Regions from separate parts of the Mus musculus genome. Here regions 1, 2, 3, 4, 6 and 7 are each linked to region 5. The links are chromatin contacts, called in public HiCAR-type, HiChIP or PLAC-seq and promoter capture Hi-C maps. All regions are on one chromosome and are shown on one strand. Each heading gives the region's core, a stretch centred on a gene start, on an enhancer-like site or on the middle of the called end of the contact. The rest is flanking DNA. Distances are from core to core; before and after follow the strand shown.

What was found. Promoter capture Hi-C pulls out the DNA fragments that hold promoters and counts their contacts. HiCAR-type assays count read pairs that join an accessible place to other places. HiChIP or PLAC-seq counts read pairs in DNA pulled down with a chosen protein or histone mark. Capture Hi-C pulls out chosen DNA fragments and counts their contacts.
Region 1: a promoter capture Hi-C map of stem cell-derived epiblast-like cells shows a contact between it and region 5, with 2.7 times the contacts expected there. The contact joins the promoter of Hba-x here to the promoter of Psme4 in region 5. A contact is called at or near these places in 2 of 39 promoter capture datasets (embryonic stem cells and stem cell-derived epiblast-like cells) and 1 of 115 datasets of contacts at active chromatin or transcription factors (embryonic stem cells).
Region 2: a contact with region 5 is called in a HiCAR-type map of astrocytes, with 5 times the contacts expected there. The contact joins the promoter of Ccdc88a here to the promoter of Psme4 in region 5. A contact is called at or near these places in 1 of 39 promoter capture datasets (cranial neural crest), 1 of 115 datasets of contacts at active chromatin or transcription factors (astrocytes) and 2 of 9 other capture datasets (adipose tissue and liver).
Region 3: a HiCAR-type map of astrocytes shows a contact between it and region 5, with 6 times the contacts expected there. The contact joins the promoter of Ppp4r3b here to the promoter of Psme4 in region 5. A contact is called at or near these places in 3 of 39 promoter capture datasets (the C10 cell line, cranial neural crest and pre-B cells), 1 of 484 Hi-C or Micro-C datasets (CD8 T cells), 8 of 115 datasets of contacts at active chromatin or transcription factors (astrocytes, embryonic forebrain, embryonic hindbrain and 5 more) and 2 of 9 other capture datasets (adipose tissue and liver).
Region 4: a contact with region 5 is called in a promoter capture Hi-C map of pre-B cells, with 2.7 times the contacts expected there. The contact joins the promoter of Rhbdf1 here to the promoter of Psme4 in region 5. A contact is called at or near these places in 2 of 39 promoter capture datasets (liver and pre-B cells) and 2 of 115 datasets of contacts at active chromatin or transcription factors (astrocytes and pancreatic cancer cells).
Region 6: a contact with region 5 is called in a promoter capture Hi-C map of adipose tissue, with 4 times the contacts expected there. The contact joins the promoter of Cfap36 here to the promoter of Psme4 in region 5. A contact is called at or near these places in 3 of 39 promoter capture datasets (the C10 cell line, hippocampal neurons and second pharyngeal arch cranial neural crest), 1 of 484 Hi-C or Micro-C datasets (CD4 T cells), 2 of 115 datasets of contacts at active chromatin or transcription factors (large pre-B cells and stem cell-derived neural progenitor cells) and 3 of 9 other capture datasets (adipose tissue, liver and macrophages).
Region 7: a contact with region 5 is called in an H3K4me3 HiChIP or PLAC-seq map of pro-B cells, with 6 times the contacts expected there. The contact joins the promoter of Pnpt1 here to the promoter of Psme4 in region 5. A contact is called at or near these places in 1 of 39 promoter capture datasets (pre-B cells), 2 of 115 datasets of contacts at active chromatin or transcription factors (the 230-238 cell line and pro-B cells) and 1 of 9 other capture datasets (adipose tissue).

What each region holds. Positions count from the first base shown.
Region 1 is chr11:32,274,216-32,277,889 of GRCm38.p6, reverse strand. Hba-x (hemoglobin X, alpha-like embryonic chain in Hba complex) reads right to left here and starts at 1,290. Exons shown (of 3, transcript NM_010405.4): 1 at 1,132-1,290; 2 at 117-321; 3 at 1-10. The coding sequence starts at 1,226.
Region 2 is chr11:29,371,492-29,375,227 of GRCm38.p6, reverse strand. It overlaps Ccdc88a (coiled coil domain containing 88A), which reads right to left and starts at 1,570. Exons shown (of 31, transcript NM_001363368.1): 1 at 818-1,570; 2 at 621-721. The coding sequence starts at 880.
Region 3 is chr11:29,171,118-29,175,296 of GRCm38.p6, reverse strand. Ppp4r3b (protein phosphatase 4 regulatory subunit 3B) reads right to left here and starts at 2,321. Exons shown (of 16, transcript NM_134034.3): 1 at 1,850-2,321; 2 at 569-624. The coding sequence starts at 1,991.
Region 4 is chr11:32,219,497-32,223,633 of GRCm38.p6, reverse strand. It overlaps Rhbdf1 (rhomboid 5 homolog 1), which reads left to right and starts at 1,341. Exons shown (of 18, transcript NM_010117.2): 1 at 1,341-1,465.
Region 5 is chr11:30,769,675-30,773,804 of GRCm38.p6, reverse strand. Psme4 (proteasome (prosome, macropain) activator subunit 4) reads right to left here and starts at 2,030. Exons shown (of 47, transcript NM_134013.3): 1 at 1,581-2,030. The coding sequence starts at 1,822.
Region 6 is chr11:29,245,525-29,249,700 of GRCm38.p6, reverse strand. Cfap36 (cilia and flagella associated protein 36) reads left to right here and starts at 2,429. Exons shown (of 10, transcript NM_025740.3): 1 at 2,429-2,686. The coding sequence starts at 2,572.
Region 7 is chr11:29,128,441-29,132,540 of GRCm38.p6, reverse strand. It overlaps Pnpt1 (polyribonucleotide nucleotidyltransferase 1), which reads right to left and starts at 1,797. Exons shown (of 28, transcript NM_027869.2): 1 at 1,623-1,797. The coding sequence starts at 1,783.

The sequences.
Region 1 (3,674 bases), core at 41-2,540, 1.5 Mb before region 5:
GGGACAGGAGCTGCGGAGGGAAGGGAATTTCAGTGCTCAGTGCAGCAGAGACCCCACCCGCTTTTTTTCCTTGTCTCTTTCTCTGCTGACCTCTCCCTCCCTTCTCATAAACCCACCTTGAAGTTGACCGGATCCACACGCAGGATGTAGGCATGCAGCTCGCTCAGCTTAGTCAAAGCACTAGAGAGGTTGTCGATGCTCTTAACCGCATCCCCTACGGCGGTCATGATCTTGAAGCCGTGGGCCCGCAACTGCTGAGACCCATGGTGCAGGTCGAAGTGGGGGAAGTAGGTCTTCGTCTGGGGGTAGCTGCAGAAGAGCCTAGGGGCCGGGAGAAAGCGTTAGTTTTACAAGTAAGTATTGGTTAGGGAGAGGGCTAGGACACTGGCTCTTGCCTTGGGCTCAAAATGTAAGGGATATACAAATTTAAAGACCTACCAGACAGAAAACAAAGTAGTGGTTTACATAGTATTTAAGGAAATGAAATGCAAAAAAATGTACATTGAATAATACAAAAAGCATTCGGAGAGATGGCACTTACTGCCCTGGAGAGAATGCACTACTGTCCGTAACTAAGATGCAAGGGGATTTGATGCCTCTAGCTTCTAATGGCACCTACGCTTGCGCTCTCTCTCGCTCTCTCTCTCTCTCTCTCTCTCTCTCTCTCTCTCTCTCTCTCACACACACACACACACACACACACACAAAATCTTTTAAAAACAACCCCAAGAGCGATGTTACTATTTCCTATTGCACAAGGGTCTACATGGCAGATCCCTGTATCCACTCTGTATCCACTCACTCTCTATCCACCTATAGCTGTTTATTCATCCATTCATTCCTATTCACTCAACAAATACCTGAGGAGCCACATGGAAGACTCTGGTGAGCTCTGTGAATGCCAGCCCACCTCCTTTAGCAGCTTGTCTGCCTGCCTGGATCCCCTCCTCACAAGCTTTGATCTCTCAGTCCTCTCCACGTTGTCCTCTCTGCCTCTGTCCTTACTGTCCTGACCATACTGTCCTCATGACCCCTTCTCAGTGGCTTCTCCTCACTAACTGCTCTTTGTCACTTCTGTCTCACCAATCCCTCTTCTGACCTGCTTACTCAAGCCATGGTGCCTGGACTTACCTCTCTAGAGTCTCAGTGCCAATGGGCTCGGCCTGAGCAGCCATCTTCTCCCACATGGACATGATGATAGCTCTCTCATTCTTCATCAGAGACATGGTGGTGGTGGTGGTGAGGGTTGGAGGCTGCGCTGGAGTTGAGTGCACTCAAGACTGGCCTGATGGTGCTTGTCCCCAGTGTCTCCTTTATATACACATGGTCAGGGACCTGTCAGGCTGTGGCCACTGGTTAGGAGAGGGGAGGGGGCTTGCAGGGTGGAGCCTGTTATCAGAGCCAGCAACAATGGGAATTAGGGCTTGGTGGGACTGTAAGGGCAAGTGCTATCGCTCTTGCCCACTGCCCATGGCCTTAGGAGGGGTGTTGGCCTTAGTCCCACACAGAATCCAGGAGAGATAGGGGCCCAGCCATGTCAGGAGGTCATTCTTGTATCCAGACCTGCACTGTCCTTTCTCATTTCAGAATCACAAATTGTCTGAGCCATCCCTGTCACCTAATGTCAGTGACTCTTGGGTTCCCTCCAAGGAAGCAGTAATTCCTCTCACTTAGCACTGAGGGAAGATCATGGAAGTCTGCTCTCACTAGGAGGAGTAACGGGTCAACAAAAGATCTCCAGTCTCCAGCTAGCCCTCCATACCAACCAATATACAATGAAATGCACAGTTCTCTTAGTTTTTATCTTAACATGGAGATAGGTTGGTTTGCTCATTGTCCTGGACTGACACATATATAGATCTATGTAGCTCCACCATCTTAAAACTCCACAGCCACCCATTTGGAGCCCTCATCTTCCTCTTGCTCCTAACCTAACCTAATTCATCCTTTTCAAAAATGTGTGTAACTGGAATCATACCATATTTTACCTTTTTAAGACTGGCTTTCTTTCCCCTTGTATAATATCCTGTAGATCCATCTGCTTTTGTATTCACCAGTAGTTGGCTACTTTTTATTTTGTGGTATGAATATGCAGCAGTTTGTCCTTCGTCCACATTCACAGAGAGACCTCTGTGTGAGCTTACAATTCTATTTCTCTATATCTGTGTCAGTTGATACATCTGTATCTAAGAGTAGAATTCCTGGCATATGCAAGGTGTATATTTAATCTTATAAAGAATTGCCAAACCATTTTCATGAGTGTCCTTACTACTTTATATTCCTATGTATCAATGCCAGCCTTTTTTGAATCTTAGCTGTTGGATAGGTAAGTAATGATATAGCATGGTGGCTGAAAACAGAATTTTTCCAATGGCCAGTGATGGAAGATCTCTCTGGGTGCCTATTTTTCATCTTTGGTATTGTCTCTGCTCAAGCACGTTGTCTACCTATAAAAGGTACCTTGTGCACATTTCAACTGGGCCATTTTCTTACCAGTGATTTATAGACATTCTATACATAATCTGGATCATTTGGGGGGGGTCAGATATGCTATTTGCAAATACCTTCCCCTAGGTTTACACTTTCCAGATAGTCTTTCATTTCTCATGTATCATTTATTTGTTTTGTGTGTGAAGGGCACACATGTGCACATGTGTGGAGGCAAGAAGACTACTACCTCACACTGTTAAGCCTGGTTTTAAGGGCCTCTACACATTATGGCATCTCACCCAGCCCTCAGTTCATCTTAATAGTCCTTTTTATAAAGTCAACGTTTTAATTTGGATCAAGTCTAACTAATCAAGCTTCTATTTTAGAACTCATTCTTTTGGGGTGGACTTAGTGGTAAGTGCACCATACATACTTAGTGGTAAGTGCCAACATACAAGAGGCAGAGTTAGAGGCATCTTGGTGAGCCTGAGGGCAACCTGGTCTACATAGCAAGTTGCAGGATAGCCAGGGCTTCATAGTGAGACCGCATCTCAAAATTAAGTGGGAGAAAGAATCCCAGCCCTGTTTCTTGAGTTAAGGTCTTACTGTGCAGCATTGGCTGTCCTTGAACTTGCTATGTAGACCAGGCTGGCTCTTTTAGATCTGCTTGTTTCTACTTCTCTTAGTGTTGGGGTTAAAGGTGTGGGTCATCATGCCCAGTTTAAGAAAGAATTCTTTTAAAGTTATGTCTAAGGTTTCACTGCCTAACCACAAAACACAATGATTTTTATCTATATTTTCTTCTAAAAGTTTCATGTTTGTTTTATGTCTGTATAGGTGATTCATTTTGAGAGATAATTTTTTGTATGAAGTGTGAGGGTTAGGCCCATTTTATTTGTTTGTTTGTTTATTTATTTATGTCCATACATATCTGTTCCACTGTCAATTGTTGCAAAGGCTCTAATATCTCCATTAAATTCACTTCTCACACTGATTGGCAACAAATGGCTATGCAGGGGTTGGGGGATATGTGCTTGCCTAGCATGCATAAGGCTCTGAATTCTATTCTCAGATGTATGTTCCTCCACCCTACGCTAATTAACTGTCGCTTCTCTGCATCTTGGCCAAGACAGAATGTAAAGATTAATTAGCCATATTTTCATTACATTTTAATTATTTATTGTGCCATGGCATGCAGCTGGAGGTCAGAGGACACCTTTCCAGGATCTGTTCGTGTCTTCAAC
Region 2 (3,736 bases), core at 321-2,820, 1.4 Mb after region 5:
AATTAACCCAGCTCTCAAGACTTCAGTTATTTATAAACCTCAAAATACCTTTAAACAATTCCTCAAATATTAAACAATTTAATAATTCATCAATAACACAATAAGCCATCTAATCAAACTTGGATATTTAAATTGTTTGCTACAAAGTCTTCCTGACCAATTGTAATGTTAACTGAATTTTTCACTTCTGAAACATATTAGTTCACCACTTTCCATTTTTGAACCACTTATTCTTATACTAAAAAGGTTAATAAATATCTTTCCACATATATAACTTCAGTTAAGTCTTTTCCCTGTGGTAGACAAGATTTCTCTATCTCCGTCATTTTACCAAATGACCAAAGATGACACAATGTAGTTTGAATTTCAGCAGTCAAGACAATAAATGACAAAACAGAATTGGCAAAGTCACGGATAAAGTTTACCAATTTTAACAGGTATAACTATTTGGTTGTGATAAATGGGGCAGGCACATAAGAATACCGCTCCTTCCAAGATCCAATTAAACTACCTGATTTTTTTTTTTCTGGCCAAAGAACCAAATTAAGTCGTGAAATCTAAGTTCAAAGTATGTAATGTTTCAAAGAATATAAGTTACCAAGAAAGAAGAAGACACTTACATTTGGAGCATGACCTGGTTCAAGAATACCCCATCCACTAAAGCCACATACTCATCCAGGTTAGTCCCATTTCCTGCAGCCAGAGGTCCAAACGTTTTAACCTAGAACAGAAGGATTATCACGACGTGAACGCCCACCTCCATCTCTGCAGCCACAAATAACACGGCCAAATATACCATAAAGGACATCTTCCTTACCCAAGTGACCAAGGGGCTGGTCATGAACTGCTCCAGAAGGGGAGTGAAGATTTCGTTCTCCATTTTACAGATTATATATTCAGGAGGGGGCGGGGGGAGGAAGTACCACAAATACGCCCAGGGAATTGGTCAGTAAATGTAGAAGACGGAATCAATGAAAGTTCATTCCGGCAGGAGAGGAAAATCCCATCGAAGAAGGGGAAGAGCTGTCCCTCCTTAGCCCCCCCGGGGAAACGAGCCCGAATCCCGCGCTGAGCCGCAGCCGATGCTGGCAGTCTGCACCCGGTGAGGAGGGGCAGAAAAAAGGCATCTGGAGGAGGAGGACGCGGAGAGCGGCCGGGGCACGAGACAAAAAGCCCGTCAAGGTTGCCCCGCTCCCGGGGGGAGCCGGCCAGCGCAGCGGCCGCCAAGAACTCAAGCCCAACGTGGGGGCCGAGGGGGCCGGGCTGGACCTGGGCGAGCGGTTCTGGGCGTTCCGGCCGCCAGTGGGCACGGGCGCCGAGAGCTGGGAGCGTCTGCCCGCAACCTCACAGCCTCAGGCGCGGCTCGCCCCTCTCCAGGCGCTCAGCATCCCTCCGCGGCCTCGCGCTCGCTTCAGCGCCCTGGCCTTGGCCGGGGTCCGGAGCACCGAGGCGTGTCCCTGACCGTCCGGCTGCAGGAGCCCCGCCAGCCTCCGTGTGCCTCAGCGACGCCCGGACGCTCCGCTGCCGCGCTCCAGCCTCCTCCGCCGCCCTCTGGAGGAGCTAGGGTAACGGCCTCGGAACCGCAGTGCCGCAGCACACCCGCCGCCGGCCTGGCGGGCGAGCGCGCCACTCCCTCCGCGCCAGTATCCTTCCGCCGACTCCCCGCCCTCCCGCGCCTCTACCTCTGGATTGTGGGAGAAGAAAACCGCTGCAAGAGCGCGCTCCCGCGTGAGCGCGCCCCCGGCCGGCCCGCCGCCGCCCAGATTCTGGCGGAGCGTGGACGCGCGGACGATGCAGCTGCGGCGGGGGCCCGCGTCGAGTCCGCGCCCCGGACGGATGCCAGGGTGTAGGGGGCGAGACTGAGGAACCGGGCAAGACTGAGGAACCGGGTCTGTCTGCTTGCTCGCTCATGTCTAATTATGGTTTCTTTCCTCCTGGAGCGCCTTCTTTCATGTGTGAAGGAAAAGGAACGAAACCCATCTTTTTTTTAAACACGAGGGGTGCAGACATCCTCTTTCGGACACTTTGATTTGCTCTGTTAAACATGCTTTCTCGCCCCCTAAAAGGCCTAGGAAAGCTGCAGCAAGAAGCAAAAGCACATCTTGGGGGGATGGAGGTTGTTTTTGTTTTCCCGTCTTTTCATATATATATGAAATATTTATAGATATAATATATATTTATATAATTTATATATTATATATATATGAAATATTTATAAGAGTCGAGAATAACCAAAGCTGCCTTTCAACATGGGATTTCCTGACTGGAGTTTCCATGATGCAGGCATTATTTTTTGACTTCTTGGTCACTGGGAAAAAAAATCCAAATTGAGAGCCACAAGAGAAAATATTTAGAAATCATCCAAGTTGTGTGACAAACATTTGTTAAAAATCATTTATCTTATGTACTAGAGGGCCCATCAAAATATGACAGTTCCACAGCAAATTAAATGTTATTCTTCCTCATACCCATAGCATGTCCAGGATAAGATGGAATAGAAAACATCTTTTTCCAAACACAATATGGTATTGTGATATTACAATGCATTTTATGTTTGCACAGTGCTTACAAGTACCTATCCTCTTTGACTACTCATATGTTTAATGATATCTATTTTTGTATGTTTTATTTTTCATTGATTGTATGAATTTTTGCCTTGGATGTATGTTTCTTCCCCACTTATGTGCCTGGTTCCTGTGGAGGTCAGAAGAGGGCACTAGGTTCCCTGGAACAGAGGTTAGAGGCAGCCATGAGCCACTGGATGCCAGGAATCAAACCCTGGTCCTCTGCACCAGCAACCAGAGCTCATAACCACTGAGTCATCTCTCCATCTCTCATAATTTAAGGTAACAGTAAACATGTTTTATCATATACTAAATTAAACACCACAATTTCTTCAGGATTTCTTTTGTTTGTTTGTTTGTCTGTTTGCTTGTTTTCAAGACAAGGTTTCTCTGTGTAGCTGTCCTGGAACTTACTTGTAGACCAGGCTGGCCTCGAACTCAGAAATCTGCCTGCCTCTTCCTCTGCCTTCCAAGTGCTGGGATTTAAGATGTGCACCACCACGCCCAGCAAAAGTTTGTTTGCGTCCAACGTGGGGCACGAACCTTCAGGATTTCTGATAGCAAGACTCACTAGCTGTGTGAACCTAGACACATTACTGAGCCCCTCTCTTCCCATGTAAAGCAAGAAAAAACAATAAAGACCCATGAGATGGCAGTTCATTGCAAATGATCTGCTACTGCAAGCAGTAGCATTGTGGTCATTATTCCCCGGAATTCTAATCTTTATAAACAACTTGGAACACTACAGCCTCTACTTGAGTTCAGTTGCAGGAGAAAAAAAAAATGCCTTGCTTCTGGAGTATCTGCAAACGAAAGGCCTTCTAAAATCATCATACTTCGGATTATACTGAATCCATGTAGTACAGAGCATAGCCTCGAATTTTCCTGGCCTATGCAGAAATCCTGAGTCATCCTGGTTATAAACAGTCTTTTTCTTTTGCTCTTGCTGACTCTTCCTTAATCACAGTTCTTTGATTAGCAAGTGGGGTATAGAGGGAGAGGTGACGCCCATATGAAAGCATGGCTTTTAGGAGCTCCAATACCTGACATTTTTCCTTTTCTTTGTAATCTCTCAGAAATCTGACAACATGAAAGTACCCATAACTATGTTAAGGTTGTTGTAAGACAAATGGATTTATTTCCCTTAAAAGTGAAAACCCATAAAGAACTAA
Region 3 (4,179 bases), core at 1,072-3,571, 1.6 Mb after region 5:
GATTTCCTTTCCCAAAGTGACAATAAATATTAACAGAAAATGCTGCATAATTACCGATGTGTATATTTATTAAGTACCCATTTATTATTTTAAAATATGCATACAATTAGAAGCAGACTTAAATACTACTTAAAAAATTCTTCTCCTTGGTCAAAGGATTTAACTTCATACCACAAACAGGCTCTCCTTGCTTTAAAAACATCTCTTTGAATTATTTCTTAATGGTAGTAAGTGAACACTCTGAATTTTCTTTTAAGCCATTTCTTTCAAATGTGACTTAGAACAAAAGGTTTAGTGCATATAGAACAGACCTGGCTTACTTTAAAGATCAAAGAATACATTGTATTGCAATACAAACAGTGGCTCAATTAAAAACCAACATTAAATCACCAATATAAAAACTGCTTTTCAGTCTGAAACTCTCAAACTGAAGGAAAATATATATGGTTCCTAATTTTAGTTACCAAACTTTTTTTCTTGTCTGGAAAATATTCCCATCTTTGTCACATAAATAATACATCCTGGATCACAGATGAAGTTTTCAAATTAAAGATAAACAACTACTTGCCTGCTGTTTCTGATATGCAGTGTTTGGATTTATCTTTGACTCTAAGAGTAGCGATCCTGAAAGAGTAAAAAAAAAAAAAGTCTGAAATTATAAAACCTTCAGTAGCACACATCTAGTAAGCATTTCATGTCTTCTCACCAGATGAACATCTGAAGCTACAAATGTATTTTAATTCATATTTTCTAAATAAAGACTACATGGTTAACTTAGACTGTTTCATCCTACCTCCATATGTCCTCAGAAGGAAGGAAATGTGAAATCAATATTCAGACTATGAGGTAACTAAAACCTTTAAGGTCTAATTGACCATTTGAAGACTAAACTTTAACAAAAGCTGTTTCACTGAATTTCCTGTCTAACAAAACAAATTACAAGGACCCCAGAGAGACTTACCATACAAATGATATTTATCCTTTTCCTTTGACAAACCCTCCTCTTCATAATGTAGAAATAAATGCCTCTTAACTCCTAATGAGGGACTCTGCACTAGTACAACATTTGCCCAAAATGATCTAAGATTGCTATTCTTTTATTTCTTGAATGCATTAGCTGTTCCAGTTGGGCAGCTCTTGAGTATATATAAGTAGTAGCTTTTTTATTATGGCTGTCAGTTTTTAATATTAAAATGGTTTCTATGAATTCTGCAATCAACAAATACAACTTCACAGTCCGCTTTAGTTTTCTAACTTGCCGAGATTGTGGAACCCACTTTTTCACTCCCTACAACGGCAGCCTTGGAGGGATCAATCAATAAATATGTACGTGCTTGTGTGTTTCGTGGCAACAGTCTGTAGTAACTCCAAGAGAAAGTCCGTTTTAGTTTTCCCCAGCACCTGGCGATTGGAACAACTGAAACTTGTTTTTAAGGCAGAGTTTCTCTAAACCTTTTATGCTACATAGGTACAACCGACAGGACTGTACCTAAAGCGGCTCGGGAGTCGGGGGTCATCTCATGGGCGATATTCCTACCTGGTCTTCTACTGACTTCCCACTCATACATTCTAAACCTCAACTACCGGGTTGGGATGGGGGGGTGGGGGGGGGGGGAGAAGGAGTCAAATCCTCAATAGGGATGGAGGCGGAGAACTGCGAGTTCACGTCTGACAGAGAGTAAATCCAGGCCCAGCAGTTTGTTTTTATCGTAAAGAAGGGCAGGCTCAAGACCAATGCGCTGTCCCTAGTGGTGCTAGTCAGAATACAGTACCGGAGCGCAGCGCTTAACCCTCAGGTTGTGCCGCAACCGATGCACTATCCCCTACCCCACCGTTCCAATACCCTTACCGTCGGACTCGGCACGAACCAGCAGCGACATCCCCTTGAGCTCCTCTACGTAAGTGGAGGAGACGTGCCCGGTGCCTCGGTCGTCCCATTGCCGGTCTTCGTTAAGGGTATAGACCTTCACTCGCCTCCGTGTATCCGACATGGTGGCTTCTGGCCCCACCGTTCCAGCCGCCACCTCCTCGCTCACCTCGCCGGTATCCCTCACTCTTGAGAGCCGGTAGTGGCGGCAGCGGCGGTGGTGGCAGCGACTCTGGAGAGGCCCGAGTTTACCATGGCTCTAAAGGTTTAGCCGCGAGAAGGGGTGACCAGAGCCACCGAGAGCCCTCCGCTCGTGGTCTCCGCTACCCCTCCCTTCACCGCGGCGCACAACCACTCTCCCTTCCTTTTGCGTCCCGGAGCTCGCTCGCTCTCCCGCTGCCGCCGCCCGCCGCGGTTACTACTACAGATCCGCCATCTTGTAACCCGACTCTCTGCCTTTCTCTTCCTCTTCCAGCAGGTTCGTACGGGCTGCCCTAGCAGGGGCTACGGCGGCCGACGAGCCCAACGCACAGTACCTTTACCTCCGAACACACTTCCGGAGAGTCAGACCTCGGCGATCTCGCGAGGAGTGCGCCGCCGAGGTGAGCCGGCCAAGGAGGGACTTCCTCCTCTTTCGGCCCCGCTTCCTGATTCGGGAATCTCAGTTGGGCGGGGAAGTCCCGCGAGCTTTTCTACCTGCGCCGGGAGGAAGCGTGTGTAGAAGGTTGCCTTGGCGATGGAGTTGCCGAGTTGTTCTTCGGGATTTGTAGGGCTGATGTTGGTCATGTGGCGGGTTGTCAACTCTGGACTTGCTCTCAGCAGAACAGAGCCAGGCTGAGAAGTCCGAATGCGTGCACAGGACTAGAGTGAAGCCAAGTGTAGGGACTCAGGCTGACAGCCCGAAAAGGACTGAGACGGGGTGAGGGTGTTCGAGTCATTCGTGAAGACGATGGGAGGTCGAGCCTTCACCCACTAAAATCCGTTATAGAATCTGCGAGGCTTCTGCCGGGAAGGTGTTCCATGGCCACGATGAGCAGTGGGCGATCTAATGTTCCACAAACGCGTTGACAGTTCCTATTTCCCGCCGAAGCGTTCTTCCGTTAGCCGGGTACCACGGACCATTAAAAGGTTCAGAGAGACCGGCGGCAGCGACGAGGCAAGCACAGGCGTACAGCCTCACAATCCTCGGGGAGCTCTCAGCTTCATGTGCCGCAAGAACGGTTTCCAGCGTGAAGTTAACGTCGCTCAGAGCGTGACGCTCGCCCGAAGGCATCCGCTCCCAGCGTAGTTCTGCCGCCTCTCCGTTCTCTTATATGGTCCCTCAACTCTTGGCTCTAACCTGAAAGGTGAACACGGGGCAGGTGCACATGTTGATCCCGCGGTGTATTTCGGGAGTTGTAGTCATCACCATGCTTGTCAAAGTGTGCTTATGATTTGACGAGGTTAGGCGGCAACTCATGTTTAAAAGGGTGTCTTATGTACATAGTCGCTTGATTGAAAAGGATTTCAAAATTTGAACTATCATTGCGATTCTTTAAATGTATGAGGGACCAAGAAAATTAGCCTGGTCTGCTGTCATTTGCCTGTAACGACTGCATATGGAAATTGCAGCCTATGGTATGTAACAGGATTCTGCCTATGATAAAAGGACGTGAATCACTATACATAAGTCCCTGATAATCTGTGACTGATATGGACAAAATGTACTTTGAACCAGGGAAAATATGACTTGTTTGGGGAAGGCCATAGAAAGCTTTCCAGAGTCAGTGTTTTAGCCCAATGTTAGAGGACACCCAAGGATTTGTCTAAGCATCCTTTTCATTGCCCACTCTAAAGGAGAAAAGAACGTTGGCAAGAGCACTGGATAGATCCTGGAAGCCCACTCAGCCTTTAGGACAGAAATTTCAGGTGCCCAGAGCATTCTCTGTAGAATGTTTTGGTCAGGGTCCATCCAGCTTATGCTGTAGTCTGGAAGCATCACTGTGCCATAGCCATACCTTCCCCCAGAGTCTTTTACAAGGAAACTACAACTCCAAAAGGTTGTAGCCCAAATGAGCCCCTGATGTCCTTGATCTTTACAAGTAATACCTTTATATGTGAAAAAATTAAAATGGCAAAGAACTTCTGCAATGCAAGGTAAGTCTCTTCAGCTCCCGCTTCCCGCTATTCTCCAGAAAACAGTGACTATATCACTCCCCACTAGATCCCCTCTCATTCTCACTGTGTGTGAGGTTAGACTGGGGGCAGTTCCTTGGTGTGTGTCCTATACATTTGTACATTTGATTTAATGCTGCTATCATCATCTAAAAATG
Region 4 (4,137 bases), core at 92-2,591, 1.5 Mb before region 5:
TGAAGATGACTTGGGCTGGAGAGATGGCTCAGCAGCTAAGAGAGCTTTCTGCCTTTACAGAGGACCAGAGCTTGGCTCCCAGCACACACACTGGACAGCTCACAACTGCCTATAACTACAGTTCCAGGAGGATCTGATGCCCCCTCTGGCATGTGTGGGCACCTGCAACCACACACAGAGATAAAAATAAACACAGAAGAATTCTTTCTGTAAGAAAAGACGACTGACCCCTGGGTGTGTCTTCACAGTGAGTCTCCTGTAGGACTTCTTGCAGCTGGTAATAGATTTCTAGGTCTCAACAAAGGTCTAGGTGACCCTGCAGCATCCACAGCAGGAAGGAGTAGGGACCTACAGGCACCAGATGCCCGGTTCCTGTGGCCGGTTCCCTGATTTTCCAGAAAGGATGCAACCCCCGCACCTCCAGCCAGCCCAGTTTGGGCGTCCAGACCCTGCTTATTCCTAGCATGAGTCAAGAATGCTAGGCATGAAGACTGTCCCATCTCTGGCTTGGCATGTGTGGGTTACAGGAGCCCAGAACATCTGCACCACGACAGCTTTCTTCTCCCTCAGCCTTCAGCCTCAGCCGAGAGCAAAAGAAGCACTTCCTGTCCAGTATACAGAGTGATGAACCGTGCCTGACGTTATACGTGAGCACTGAGGCTGAAGAGAGAAGAGTGAGCGCATGCGCGGATGTAATGGCTTGAGGGGTGGCAGGTGTAGTCTAACCCTTGTACCTGCTGGGAAAGAAGTAGGGGAAGGGGTAATTGCTGAGCTGCGGTTCCTGTGAAATGGTGTATCAGTGTATGAACGTGAGTGTGCACACTTATAAATGTGTTAGGGTAGAGAGTGTGAGCCCATGGAAGTGCATTTTGAATAGGTGTGCGCACGTGTCTGTGTAAACAGGTGCGAGAGGCCTGAATGCATGAATGTTTGTTAGAAAGATCAGGCGCGTGTGCACAGGACAAGTGAGAGCTTCGGGACCCTCAGTGATGTGCCAGTGCGTGCCTTCGGAAGGGGCGTTCAATCTGCCTTTTAGGTCCCTTCCCACGCCACCCTCTTGCTTTGGAGGTCCCCTTCCTCTCTTCCCAAGCACAGGGGCAGCACAAGATGAAGGAGTATGGAAAGGCGAGTCCAAGACAGATGTTATGATTAAGGTGGTCGCTGGCGAGCCCGACTCCCAGCTACAGGTGTCTCTGCGGGACCCCTGGCAGAGCACAGCCGGAGGTCTTCCCGGAGGAGGCGCCCGGGGCTGGCAGCGGGCGGCGCGCATTCCTCAGCCCTGAGTCAGGCGGCCGCCCCTCTGCCGGGCCCGCCCCCGGCGCGCACGCCCCTCGGCCCGTGGCATTCCCAGGCGGACGGGTCGGGCCGGCGCGCGGGCGGCGCAGGCAGGGACTAGGCGCGGGCGCCCTCCCGGCCCGCAGCGGCGGCAGCAGCCGGTGCAGACCCTTCTGAGGACCCTACGGCGGTGAGTGGCGGCCGGGGTCTTTGCGCGGGGTTCCGGGCGGGCGAGTGCGGAGCTTGCGTTCTGGCGCGTGTCCGCCGATCGCTGGCAGTCGGTGCGCGGAGTTTCCCGAGCGCCGGCGCAGGCGGCGCGGCCCGGATTCCAGCCCGGCGCCCCACAGAAATAGCCCGTGGTCGGATCGGCGCGGCCTGGCGGGCGGGGCAGCGGAGTAGCAGCCCCGCCGGGTCCCCGGGGACAGGAGTCCGGGGGCCGCAGCCGCCCTGAGCGGCCCCTCCGCTGCCAGCCCCCACACCCCATGCCCTCCGTGCTCCCAGGGCCCCGAAGGTGGCGTCTGAAACTCTGCACAGAGAGCGCGACTTCGGGCCACAGGGTCCGCTTCCTCCCACTCACGGGAGTAACAGTGGCAGCTGCGGGCCGGGGAGCTCGGCTGGGCCTGCTCGGCCCGTTTCAGCCCGGTTCGCATCGGCAAACTCGGGAAGTGCCTCCAAAGACATCTCCTGCCCTGTACAGTGGCCCCGGGGGCGAGCCCGAGGCCACAGTCGGGATCTTGAAGTAGGCCTGGGCGCGGTGGGGTGACCGCGGACCCCAAGGGCTCAGGGATAGGCGAGAGGGCCTGTCTGTCCTGCTGGGAGCACGCTAGTAGAGCTGGGTGGAGAACGGTCAAGGGACTCCCCCTAGGCTTTCTTTCCGCTCAGATAGTCCGGACCAGAGTTCCTGCTCCGTGTGCCTCTTGGAGTAGTGTGTCTGTCTGCGTGGGCGGGGCCTGGATCCGGAGGCCCCCCGCTCTGTCCTGGGAAAGCCCCCCCTCCCCACTTCCTGTTGAAGCCGGGAGAAGATTCTAGGATGAAACTGGCTTTTCAGGTTTAGACCAGCTAAGAAGTCGGGGCAGTCCCAGGCTAGGTGCTCCCCACCTCCATGGGGCGAGCCTCAGCCCCTTGCCCCCGCCCTTAAGCCTAGAGGATGCTGGGGAACTCAGCAGCTGGCCAGTTCTCAAGAGGTTGCAGAGGCTGAGCCCTATGCTTACCAGGGTCATTCTGGGCAATCCGGGTAAGAGGGCAAGGGTGTCGGGTAGGTCCAGTACAGTACAGGGTAGGGTAGTACAGGTTCTGGCACCAGTCCACAGAACTCCAGGCAGCCTCCATGGCTGGCTAGCTCCTCTGCAGGAGCCTTACTGGGAAGTCCACTTGGGTGAGCCAGTATAGCTCCCCTCGGGGTCTAGAGGTGCTGGTTTGGGTCTCCCATTAAGGGACAGTCAGGGCCCTCCCTCCTATCGCCCTAGCTCTAGTCCTCAGCGGAGCCCCTTCCCTTGCCCAGCCCCAAGTGCTCTGCAGCCGTTGGAGCTAAGGATCCCTCCCAGTTCCCTGGCAGACCTGGCCGAGGTGCTGAACTCCCTTGAGGCCCTGTGACCTCAGGCAGTAAAAAGCCTCTCTGAGTCAATCTGTAAAATGGGAGGACAGGAGTGATTACTTCTGCCACCGGTTATAACATCAACAGGGTTCGTTGGGCTCAGGTCTGAGGCAGGTGTCCCCGGCTTTTGGTGACTGAAGCTGTTGTTGCAGACTCAGTTTACCCTTCTGGAGCCTCTCCAGTTTTGTCCTGCTTCCTTTGGGTTCTGGGAGGGGTTTCTGAGTCAGTACAGGGGAACTCTGTACCCCTCCTCCATTCAGAGACTCAGCTGGACTACAGATTGGGCATCAGAAGTGTCCATCTTAGTGGACACTAATCCAGAATTTGACCTACAGTTAGCTCCTGACTCCAAGCCCTTTCTGAGTGGCTGGCTTAGACAGGTCCCCTTTCCCCTCTGAACCCCACCTGGATCCAGGAATTTGACTGGTATCAGAGACCCCCTGAGCTATGTGTGCTTTTGAGCTATGGATGGTGCCTTTCCCCAGGGATGGCTTCTTTGCTCTCATGTGCTCTGCCATCCCTGGTCCCTTGGGTCCCAGGGCTCCTCTAGGGACTAGGAGCTCCCTACAGACTTAAGTGAATCTCTTGTTCTGTGTGCCTCTCTGAGATGGTGGCTGGTGAGGAGTGATGGGGAGGGGCCAAAATCTAGTGTGTACTGGGGATGAGAGAGCCCCCCCACCCCCCGCTAAAGCTTGCCCTGTCCCATGCAAAATAAGAGGAGTCAGAGTGGAGCTCAAGGATGGCCTAATGGTTCACAAAGGGCCCAGCAAACTCTGTATGATCCCACTGACAGATGAAGCAAGGAGAGGCTGGGGGAAGTCACAGTGCATGTGGCGATGGACTAGCAGAGAGAGAGGATATAGAAAGCTGCTGAGTGCCTCCACCAGGGCAGGCTGAGGCTGGGTATTAGGTTAGAGAGAGGACAGGTTTCAAGCAGGATGCTGGAGTGTGCGGTGGCTGTAGCTCTCACCCAAGGATGGGGGGGGGGGTCCCATCAACTGCAGTCACTGAGTAGCCCCGCTTTCCTATGTTCTGCCTTTGCAGGGGGAGTCCTCAGGTCCATCCCATACCTCTAGCTTCCACCTGCAGCTCTGCTGTTTTGTGTTTGTTTGTTTGTTTGTTTGTTTGTTTGAGACGGGGTTTCATTATGTAGCCTGGACTGGCTTCCAATTCAGAATCTTCCTTCCGGAGCTGAGTGCTGGGATCGCAGGTGTGCAGCACCATTGCCGGCCACACCATTGTCGAAGCTTTGGCTGTCTTCTTCCCAC
Region 5 (4,130 bases), core at 781-3,280:
TAGTGCTAATTTACCAAACTCATTAACCAGATATTGGAAAATAAACATTTAACTGTGCTTATAAATCCAAGCTGGATGTCTTCACAAATTGGCATATACATACACATATTATACACCAAAGAAAAGTTGCATATATTCCCTGAAAACAATATTCCTTGGCAAGTCTATCAAAGTGACTAACAAACTTCATTTTTACTGTGTTCAAGTTACACAAACACCTAAGGAGAACACACAAAGTAACTCAATTTTAATCCTTTAAAAAGAGGGTTTTCTTTGATTACATTGATCTCCACATTTATGGATCCTTAATACCATAAACTTCTTTATAATCCACTCAACAGAGCTGTTAATCGTGACCACTTTATGGTCACTCTAAGAAAGACAAATTAAGTGCTTTAGTTTTGCATCTTTTAAGTAAAAGAGCTCTTTTCACTCGGTTGAAGAGTACAAAAAACTTGTCAGAAGCCCCCCAATAATTAGCACATAAAAATTATCCCGAAGAGAGATACAGCCCACTATTGTATTATAAAACCCTGAGTCATCACCCAGCTCACTCAGCAGATTCTGGGGAACACAAATGACATGCCCTGTGCAATCACTTATCGGTAACCATATGCATAAACATAGTCTTACCAAATTATATGTAGCGTACCAAACAAAACAGCAAAAATCTTATATAATAAGTTCTGCCAAAGTAAAGGCGCGCATAGAGCAAATGACCTCTCCAAACTTTTTGCTCCATCATTACTTTTCCCCCGTTCTAATTCTAATGACGCTATAATTTGCGGCTAGTGCGTACGGAAAACAAAAGAACTAACCAACTCAAAACCACACAGTCTGGCCAACAAAGCCCGGGATCAACCTAACAGCGCTCTTCACTATTTGCCTTAGAATAAGCGAAGTCGTGACCGAGGAAATGTCACAACAGGAACATACACTTTTCCTAGAATTCTAAGACAACATTCTCAACGTCTACTCAATCCGAGAATGCGCTGACTGTCCATTTGAAACGAATCGTTTCAATTAAATCCAGGAAGCCAGAACAGCAACCCAGACCCCCAAGAAACATAGTAACACAGAAAAACACACCACACACACACACACACACACACAACCTCTTACTGTCCCTACTTCCTACGGTAAGAAGTGTAAAGTGGATCGACGAGGAAGGAAAAACAAAACAAAACAACAACAAAAACAAAAAACAAACAACAAACCCAAAAAAACCACAGAAGCAAGGACAGGAGTCGCTTCCCCAAAGACCGAAGCTCTCTATCCCGCAGCTCCAAGCGCAGAACCCCAGGGAGAACCAATGGGAGCCGCTCGTCCCTATGCCCGGGTACGCCTGTGGCTCCCCAGAGCCTGGCACGTCAAGAGAAAGGACCAGAACGCTGATCGTGAGAGGCGACCGACAGGACCCAGAAGTCCCACGGAAAGCAACGAGGAGACTGGGTCTCCCCGGACTCGGCCGCGCCCCTGGAATCCTGCACCAGGTCAGCGCCGTCTGGACAGAACAGAGTTGAGCAGCACCAGCAGCGCAGACAAAGAGCCCGGCCCGCCGACGGCTTCAGCCCACTTACGTGGAGAGTTTCCGCGTCCAGAAGAGGCCCCCGGGCCACAGCTCTTGGAGCTGCACGGCCCGGCCCAGGTTGCTCTTGATCTGTGCCAGCTGCAAGTCGGACTCGGCGTCCAGCCGCTCGGCATAGGGCAGAAGCTTGTTGTACACGATCTCCTTCTGCGGGACGAAGGCCCGCGGGCCCAGTACCGGCCGCCCGCCAGGCTCGGGGGGCTCCCCGCCGCCCGCCCGCTCCGGAGCCTCCATTAGCCCGGGGCCGCCCCCGGCCCGACCCCCGGCCCCGGCCCCCGCCCCGCTGCGGGCTCAGCCTCGTCCGCGTCGCCTCGCCCTCGGCCCGACCGCTGGGCCCCCCTCCCGCCCCGGCTGCCCGGCGCGCTGCTGGACCCCGCGCGGCACCCGGTTCGTTGGCGGTGGCAGCGGCTGCTCGGCCCGGACCCCTCCGGCTCTTCTGGTGACGCTGCAGCCGCAGCGCCGGGAGGTTCCGGACCGGCCTCAAGTCACTTCCGGGGCGGGGCCACGGAGGCGGGGAGGAGGTAACCTGGCTGCTTTCTTGCAGTCAGCCGAGTTTGGTGTCAGCGACTGGGGTTGCCACGCGAGGCTGCCGGCGAGAAACAAGAGACCCTACTCTGCTCCAGCAGGATCCAGAGACACGGAATCCGACTACCTCTCCACGCTCAGTATCCTCTCTTCTGGGCCAGTTTACGGAAGAGCAGCTTGTATCCCAGCCGGGGGCGGGAGTGTGGACAGCGAAGCAGTATGAGCACAAAGAGTTCTAGGCCAACCTCTGCTTCCTACTGGCAACAGGAGACACTATCTTTAAAAAAACGTGTATGGAAGAATCTGTATACACAATAGTACCCTGTGTTCCTCTGTCCTTTTACCCCCCACCTTTCTGATATTTCCCCGTCCACCCTCCAAAAAAGTTACTCAACAAATATACTTTGTGTGTCATCTTCTCATTTAAGGTCCCTATAGAAAGTTTAAGAACGCCTAGTTCTGCCCTTAAGGACGTAGAGGCCTTTCCTGGCAACAAACTAATAAATTACAAGATAATGCATTGGTAAATACTGGATAAGTACCGAGATACCTGGGAATTCTAAATGAAGGCATATCACCTTCATAGAAGTTATTTTTAAATTAATCTGTAAGGTTGATGGCAATGTTATTTCGATAAAGAAAGGAGGAAGAAATAATTATCAGCTGACAGAAAAGACTGAGGCTGCAAGCTTGCTTTCTGATAACTCAAGATTCAGGCTGGTTAAAGATTGCTTGCCAGAAGGGAGTGAATACATGTATTGAGACTAAGAAGTAAATGCTGGAGAATTGAGATTGATCTTAAAAATAACAAGAAATTTCTAAGAGAGGACATTGTAACATGCGCCTGTCATCCCAGCATTTGGAAACTCAAGAGCAGGAGGGTTGTAGCTTAAAGCCAACCTGAGCTAAACAAAAAAACGAAACAAAACAAACTAACTAACTAACTGAAAAAACAGACAAGGATTACCAGCTGGTCTATGAGTTCTACTAGTGGTTGGCCTCTTTCCTAAGCTGAGTTCCATCCCTAGATCTTCAAGAAAATATTTTACAAAAAAAGTCACCATCTCAAAAGAGAATGTCTAAAAAACAATAAGCCTAAGGGCAGCATAATAAAATTTACTTTTGTTTCTTTTAGTTTTTGTTTTTGGTTTTGTTTTTTTGTTTGTGGTTTTTTGTTTTGTTTTAGTTTTTTTGTTTTTGTTTTTGTTTTGAGACTGGATTTTACTCTGTAGCCATGGCTATTATGAAACTGCTATGTGTTAAGACCTGTGTCTAGCCACCCATTTTGTGCTGTTACTAATATTATAAGGAAACTTTCTCATGCCCGAGTTGATGGGGCATTCTGTGTTTTGGTGTTCTTGGAAACCAACCACAATATAAGTCAGTTAGAACTGCTTTGTATAGTTAGCAGCAATAACCTTGGACTGGAACCAACCACCAGACAGCACTTCTTGCACCTGTGTATGACCTTTTATGGTTTTTGCTTTTATAAGCTGCCCCTGGAATAGACCCCAACATAAAAGAGAGGCCTACACCAATAAAAGAAGCTATTTGGAATAAGACTTCCATTTTGAGTAGAGATTGAGTAAAGTTTAACTTCCCAAGACGGCCCAGGGAACTGACATCCTACTTGGCAGAAAGAGACATGTACATGGGTAACTAGCATCCTGGTTGGCAAGTTAAGACGTGAGTGTTGAAGTTAAGCAAGGCAAGTCCTCTATCACAGCTGAATACCTCAACCAATAGGAGCTGGATAAATGGACAGCAAAGATATGTTGCCAAGGAAATCCCCTATCCCTAAATACTGATTGGTAAACTAACTTGGCGGGTTTAAAAGCTTAAAAGCTCTGTAGGTGGGTGGGTAGATGGGTAGGAGAACACCCTCATAGAAGCAGGGGGAAGAAAAATGGGATAAGGGGTTTCCAGAGGGGAAACCTGGAAAGGAGATAACATTTGAAATTTAAATAAATAAAATATCCAATTTAAAAAAAAAATAACAAAGGGGATGGGGAGAAAG
Region 6 (4,176 bases), core at 1,180-3,679, 1.5 Mb after region 5:
GTGCCAAGAACTAGGGACTAAGTATTCAAACATTTGACTTTATGGAGGACAATCTCACTCATAAGACCACAGTAGGTGACTTTTGGAACCCTTGCACATGGGTCTCAGTGCTCAGTATCTGAAGTATCTGAAGATGAATGGTTTCCCTCGTGAATACTGAGGCTAGGTGGTGACCTTATTACCAACTTATGCTTGGTTGGGATAGATCTCTTTAGACTCCACATCTCCATGACACAGTAAAATTGTAAAGCATTACTGTAAGTGTTTCTGCTTGGATGGAAGGGTGTTCTTGGATTCAGAAGCCCAGGAAACACACAGCTCTGAGGTGGGACAGTGTTCCAGTGGAAGGGTATCATCCTAGTGGATGGAACCTTACAGCTTTTCGAGGAAGCCTCCTCATCAGAGACATTGCAGCTCTCAGAGCAGGGGATCCCCAGGTGAGCTGAGGGGCTCAGGAGCCTCAGCCAGCCCAGCTCCTTTTCTTAGAATCTTCTTTTCATTGCTTCCCTTCTTCTTGGATTCTTCAGACTGGTGAGTCACACCAGGCAGGAAATCTTATGAAAGAGATTTATTGGAAGGTTCAGGATATGGAGTGACAAATCCAGGGATGGCTGCCCTCTACACCCAGGAGCCCTGGACAAAGGGGGCAGTGCTTATATAGGATTTCTGAAGGGCAGAACTTCTCATGGCAGAGATTTCCAGTGTGAGAATTGGTGGAATTTCAAGTCTTGAATATGGGGTGGCTCAGGAATTGGTGGCTCTTTTTTTCACCCCATTTTCCTTTCATCGGGCCCATGGGTTAGGGTGAGAAGTCCTTCCTGGATGTAGCTGGCTTTACCTGAGGCTCCATCTCTGTGGGGCTGTTTGTGTGTGTGTGTGTGTGTGTGTGTGTGTGTGTGTGTGTGTGGTGTGTGTGGTGTGTGTGTGTGTGTGTGTGGGGGGGGCTAGAGAGGAGGTGCTGCCACGGTGGACAGCTTCTGCAGTGGTGCTTCATGAAAGCTGTAGGCTGAGGCATGAAAAGTGTGGCCATTATGAACAGCTCCTGAGGGGCAGCTCCCGATGAGGTGAGAAAAGCAGTGTGCCACTGTGGACCACTCTTACGGCTCTTATGATGGCTGTAGGCTGAGATGTTGTGATACCGCCATTTTGGACAGCTCCTGAGGAGCCATAGGCTGGGCAGCAAGGAGGGGCCTGGAGCCCCTTTGATGACTTTTGTGGCTCAGCAGCTTTTGTGGTCCTCAGAGACTTCAATGATGAGACAGGTGACAAGACAAATCCCCACAGAAATGACCTTTTCGTCCATAAGGAAATTCTTGGACAGAAGACAAGATTAACTAGCTAACATACTAATTGCTGACTTGAGAGCTGGGTCCTCTATCAACAGCTTTAGTATATATTGAAATAGTTCTCAACCTGTGGGCCACGGATCAGAAATCCTGCACACCAGATTTACAACAGTTGTAAAGTTACAATATGGAGTAGCAATGCAATAATTCTATGGTTGGGTGTCACCACAATACGAGAAACTGTATTAAAAGGCTGCAGCATTAGGAAGGTTGAGAACCACTGAAACGTTGAGATCTTCAGGGTCCTCTGCCTCTAATACCCCTTTAGTTCCTCCTGAGCTTTCCATGAACATTTGCTGTATGTAGCTCCTGCCCTCAACCAGACCTGGTACTGTGCTGTCGGCCCAACACACAGTCACCTCTGGTTCTCACTGAGTCCTCCACTTCCACTTTCATGAAACTGAAGTTGTAGAGTCTGCTCCTCCAGCTCCTCACCACTCTCATTATATAGCCTTGGTGGGCCTGGGACTCTCAGGTCTGTCTGCCTGTGGCTATCAGGAGTATTGGGATTAAAGGTGTAGGCCACCACATCTAGTTATAAGATTCTTGGGAGTCCTCTGGCTCTTAAGTAGGAAGAGAGCAACCTTGATACTTTCTAAATACTGTCTATGAAAGCCTAATTAAATGGAGATTAACTGATTTTATACTTGTCCTAATTTTAGTTGTTGTTAACTAAGCTTAGACCCATCCTTAGACAGCAAGCAAACGGCTTGCAGAATCAATCAGTAAACCTCACAGAGCATATTTCTCTCAATTTTGTTTTCAAGGGCCAGGGGGTCTGAAGACCGCTAGGGATGAGGTGGGAGGAGGTCCTCAGGGAAGCCACGCCTTCAGCACGCCATTTTGAGACGGGCCGCGCGCACACGGGAGCGCGAACGCCGTCTCTAAGCGCAGTAGCCAATGCCCGCGCGTCTGCTCTCAGCCTAGCAACTACGGGCCAATGAGTGGAGGGCTATCGTTTGCCCCGTTCTCTTCTAGCCAATAGGAAACGTTCCTAATCCAGCCCCCCCCCTCCAGGAGCTCAGGACTCAGGCCTCACTTCCGGGCTGCTGCGTACGTTGTCATAGCGACCATTTTACGTTAACTGGTTTGTGGTGTCTAACCTGGGGGCCCGGCGATTGCGGGGACCTTGCTGCCCGCATTCTCCGTCGCTTCCTGCGGCCGAAAGGCCAGACAGGGCTGGGGGAATCCGGCCTAGGCGTCCGCGTCGCCGGGTGCGAGCGGGATGGCTGCGGAAGAAGAGGACGAAGTGGAATGGGTGGTGGAGAGCATCGCTGGGTTCCTGCGGGGCCCGGATTGGTCTATCCCCATCTTGGACTTTGTGGAGCAGAAATGCGAAGGTAAGAACCAGACTGTGAACAAGCCAAATATTACTGTCTCTGCCTGCCGGGCCTAGGACAGTTTTGTAGAAGGAATTACGTACATCCCTTCCCGAGTGGCTCGTTTGTTTGCAGACGTGAAATTGCTCACCAAGACTTTTCACCCACTCTGCCCGAGCGCCTGTCCTGAAGACATTAGACTTTAATCCCATGTTCGGCCTGTCACTTCACCCCGTATCTTTCTACCCCGCGCAAGTGGACTGTTTGGGTAACCAGCATCTTCCTCAGTTATTTGGGGAAAACGTCGTTTTTCTTCGAGTTCCTTCTGACCCCTGAGATGTCGCCCTGTGGACTCAGCCTATGAAATGACAAATTCACTCTGGCCATTTTATCTGCAAAGGGGGGCATTCGATTACTCCGGCAGGACCAAAGCAGGCGATGGGGAGGAAGAGCTTTCTAACAAACGAGATATACAAATGTGGCATTCTTTTGAAGGACCAGCATCAGTGCTTTCTGATCGGTTCATATCACGCTCATATCCGAGTTCATAAGACGAATTGGACTCTGTTCATAGAGAAGCAATCACAAACGATGTCCTATCCAACCTTTATCTTGGTTTTTTTTTTTTTTTTTTTTTTGCCTAGGCAATACTTGGAGGGTAGCAATATATATCGTCTGAACTTGTGTCTTAGGTTAGGGGGACAGACTTTTTGTAAAGATCGGTGCAATAGAGCTGGGGTGAGTGAATACTGACTCACAGCTGCAGAGAACACATTTCAGTGAAGGGAATCTTTTATACACTTTTCTAGGATGAGGTGGCCTGCTTGAAAAGTTAATGGGTTCCCAGGCATTTGAAGTATCTGCATACACTCGACAGTGACTGTACTGCAATGCAGCTTGTTTGAGATTCAGCTAACAGAGGGTTCTTATCCTGAATTGTCTTGCAAGACTTCTCTCAAACCCAAAATTCTATGAATCTAGTAAAGAAAGAATGTTGTTTGATCACTGAACCTTTTATTTTATTCTAACTGTTAAAGTTCAAACACGAGTTAAGTGTTTTGGTAGGCAGCTTTTATGAAGGATCAGAAAGCAAAGCAATTGACTTGTGTTCCTGTAGAATTTAGAGTGCTGTTAAAAGGTTGATGAATCATGGGGATAGCCTGGCCTCCTGCAAGAGGGATTATGTCTCCCACTGATTTTCATGTATTTTTGAGACTAAATCCTTAATAGAAATTGTGTGGGGTATGGTATGCCTTCTATCCATCCACAGGTGTCAAGAGTGGCTACATCTCGGTAGTAACAGCTGATTGTGCATTTTTACAGAGAAGCAAAGCTAGGGCTTACAAACACACCACAATGATGTAGTTTTAGAACTGAAAAGAATTAGTATTTGTATTGAATGCATGAGAAGTGTCACAGAGACCAAATGCAATGTAAAAAGAATTGAAGTCAGAACACTTGGAATAACTTTATACCTCACTGATGTGGGGCTGCCAATGTGCTGTTCTCTG
Region 7 (4,100 bases), core at 548-3,047, 1.6 Mb after region 5:
TTAACCCAACACACAAACTGTTCTCTTCCCTATTAAAATAATTTTAAAATTTCTCTATTACTTTATGGAAAAAAATACAAACTTTTGAATATTGACTACAAAGACTTTCATGTTCTGATATATAACAGTGTTTTGTACGCTAAGTTAAAAATAATAAAGACTATCTTCTGATAAATAACATTTTGAATGCTTAAAAACTTAACAAAGATGTTGAGATGGTCACATACTTCATATAAAAATAAAAACTCAAAATAGACTCATATGTCCATCCATCTTGACCCAGTTCTGACCCTCAATCTTTAGCTGAGCTCTACCCTCTGGCTTGGCCCTATGGGCCTCCAGCTGCTCTCCAAATGGGACTACCAGCTGTAGTCTCTCAGTATGTGTCTTAGCTCTTTGCCTCTAGTCTAATAAGTCTTTCAAATCTTTGAACTATGCAGCATCTTTAATATGCACAGAAATATATAGAAATACACAAATATTATTAGTGTACAAAGTATAATGTGCAATCAGAGAGTTGGTATTAGTTAGCAATTGATGGTGGAATAAAAGCATGTTTGTCAACAACCAGATTATATCAAAGGAAATTTGAACGACCTGACAAATTGCGATATCAGAACTGAAACAGTATGTTATTCAATGAATTCTAATAATGCAGAAAGTCAGAAAGATTTTGGGGGGTAGGGAGTACATGTAATTTTGATTGTTCCAAGAAAGCTATTAAGTTTATGGTGTTTACATGTAATTTTGATTGTTCCAAGAAAGCTATTAAGTTTATGGTGTTTTGTTGTTGTTGTTTACTTTGTCTCATAACAATTTACTTTTCAATATTATATTGTATAAAATACCTCCAAATACATAGTGGACCCATAGCATAGCTAGCCTCTGGGGTTTGGAAGTAGGCATTTGGGAATAAATGGAAGAGTTCTGAAGTTTCTATATGCCAAACCATGTGAGTGAATGCCTACCTAAATACTCTATGAACATAAACAAGAAGATTGATAGAATGAACAAGCAGAACACAGTGATGGGAAGAGTAATCGGATGCCAAGGGAGGACACGGGGCAGCGGCCTGCCACAAAAAGTAGAGCTTTAGGGAAAAGCTTTAAAAAAACCTATTATTTAAAATATCCACATATACACCCCCGCCGTGTGTCTTGTTAACTGAGAAATTTGCCTTTTTGACCTTTTGTTGGATGGTAACTGTACTTTCACTACAGGTTTAACAGGACTATGTGCATCTTATAACTGGCATTCATCTCCGGCTCACACCGGCCATCAGTGGACCTGGGGCACGGAACGATAACGCATTACCTAGGGTTTCCTACTTCAGAGCTCGAGGTCTCGGAAAATAGAGAAAGGATGTCTGGGGCACAGGCAATAGGACTCAGGAAGTTCACCGCAGGGCTAGGAGGAAGATGAAGAGGCAAAAGGCAGCGGCCAGCTTGGGAAAGGGAGACAGACTTTAAATCCGGAAAAAGGAAATCTCGACCTTAGGTTTGGAGTAGAGAACTTAAGAGACTTAGGCTGCTTGATTCCTACCCTGGGGGGGATTTGACTTCTGGGGCTGAATGGACAAGACAGACGCCGCGTGAAAACCGCGAACTCACACCGTTTCTCACCTGTGTCCCAGGTCTACAGTCACCGCTCTGGATCCGGTGCTGCTCCACAACGCTCGCATCTGCAAATAGCTGAGTGCCCGATTCCGCCCGGGCCGGCCGAGGGGGCCGCAGCCCAGCGGTCGGAGGCACGGGCACAAGCAGCACAGCCTGCAGGCCGCCATGACACCCAGAGCGTGGAAGGCCTGGGCAGCGCCTCATTGGCCAGCACTCCTGTGGGCGGAGTCGGACGCAGTTTCGTTTCCGTGGAGCCTGCAAACTGCCGGGAAAGCAATCCTTGCAGGCTTTCTGTAATTGCCAGAGTCAAACCACCAGAATGCGTTTCTTTCAGTCAGCTTTTATTCCCCCACCCTTATCGGTGAAAAATAAGTACTACCTTAAAAAAAATGTATAGATTTAAAGAAAGCCCTTTAATACTTCCCGCGCCGTGTGTGTGTGTGTGTGTGTGTGTGTGTGTGTGTGTGTGTGTGCGCGCGCGCGCTAGTGTTATCACGGTTTGAAAGAAAGTCTTAGAACAATGTGTTTAATAAATGTAACAGTAAATAAATACTGAACAACTCACGATTATTTGGTTCTTACCTAAAGATCTAGGTTTGTGTCTATGGAAGGCCACCTGTAATTCCAACGTTCAGAGGCTGAGAATGAATCCATGAATCATCCTGGCTTGTTAGACTTGCCTGAGGGCTCCAGGTTCAGCAAGGGACCCTACCTCAAAAAATAAGTAGAGCGCTATCAAGCAAGACACCGTACTTTAACCTCTGGCTTCCACACATTCTTAACGTACACACACACACACACACACACACACACATATATATATATATATATATATATATACACACACGCGCACGCGCACACAGGCACACACGCCCAGTCACCTGCACACACTGGTGTATCCACACACATGCAAACTCGCACACACTTAGACACAAACATAACAAAGCAAAGCAAAACAAAACAAAACAAAAAACAAGAAAAAACTTTTTTTTTTGAGAACCCCTTGAATAATTTACCATTCATTCAGTTGTAAGTTTTGGAGAGGTATATTAAAATGGGAAGGAGTCTATGTTTCCTAATGTCACTCTAAAATAATTAGAATAGTAGTAATTTTGAGTCATAAATCAAAAGGAAATAAAAGCATTGATGTTATTCGACGCGTTCTCACGACCGGCCAGGAAGAACACCACAGACCAGAATCTTCTGCGGCAAAGCTTTATTCTTACATCTTCAGGAAAAGAGAGCAAGAAGCAAGAGAGAGAGAAAACGAAAACCCCGTCCCTCTTAAGGAGCATTCTCCTTCGCCTCGGACGTGTCACTCCTTGATTGGCTGCAGCCCATCGGCCGAGTTGACGTCACGGGGAAGGCAGAGCACAAGTAGTCATAAGATACCCTTGGCACATGCGCAGATTATTTGTTTACCACTTAGAACACAGGATGTCAGCGCCATCTTGTAACGGCGAATGTGGGGGCGGCTCCCAACATCTCCCCCTTTTTCTTTTAATAAGAGCAAATAGGCCACCCATATTAATGAGAGTGGAGATAGAGGTCAAATCCCCAGTGTGTAGGTAAAGGAGCCATGTACAGGATTAGCTCTTAGGCTTACAGGCTTTTACCCAGAGCAACCCTGACCTGCTCCCGTGTCGTTTTGCCTGGGGGAAGGGAACTAGGACACTGAACCTTCATGAAAGATGACATGTCTCCCTAGAATAGGCTCATATATGCCGCAGAGCCTTTCCATTGCAGTGCTTAGCCTTGCAACTCTCTCGGGCTGCTGAAGCACACTCACTCTATCCCGTGCAATGAGTCTAGCCTCATGGGATATAAGAGCTGAGTGGCCAGCGACCTATTGCCTAAGCATAGATAACCATATATCAGGGGGAGCTCCATGTTCTAGTCCTGCAAGCGCCTGGGCAATAACCACCTTGTCTCTCCTAGTTTAGGCCTTAAGCTTACAGACCAATCAAAGAAGCAACACTAATCCACAGCAAAGTGTATCTCCAAATAATATTAATCCCACCCATTTTTTAAAGAAAGAAAATGCTGAGGAGATCCAATTGGGTAATCCTTTGGTCAGGGACAGGTCCAAGCGCGTGGAGTTGACCTGAATGATGGCAAGCCTCGAAGGGTCTGTTCAAATTCAGCCATCCAATTCTGTAACATATACTGAAAAAGACTTTTTGACAAATTAGCTGCCCTAGTAAATTTAACATACTGAATGGAAATAACACACAATCCCGGAAACTTTTGTTCACATCCCTGCTGAGTTATTTGTCATAATACATCTAGTTGTATCTGGACAAGATCTATGAGTTGATTAACCAGCATGAGACCTCCCTGTATCTTGACATTAGCTGAGGCCTGTTCATCTATGACTGTAGTCACTGAGGCTGACAAAGTGTTAATGGTGTCAGTCATCTGGACCTGTCCAGACAGAGCCAAGGCTGTCTGAATTAAGGCCAAACCCAGTTCCCAGTTAGTGGT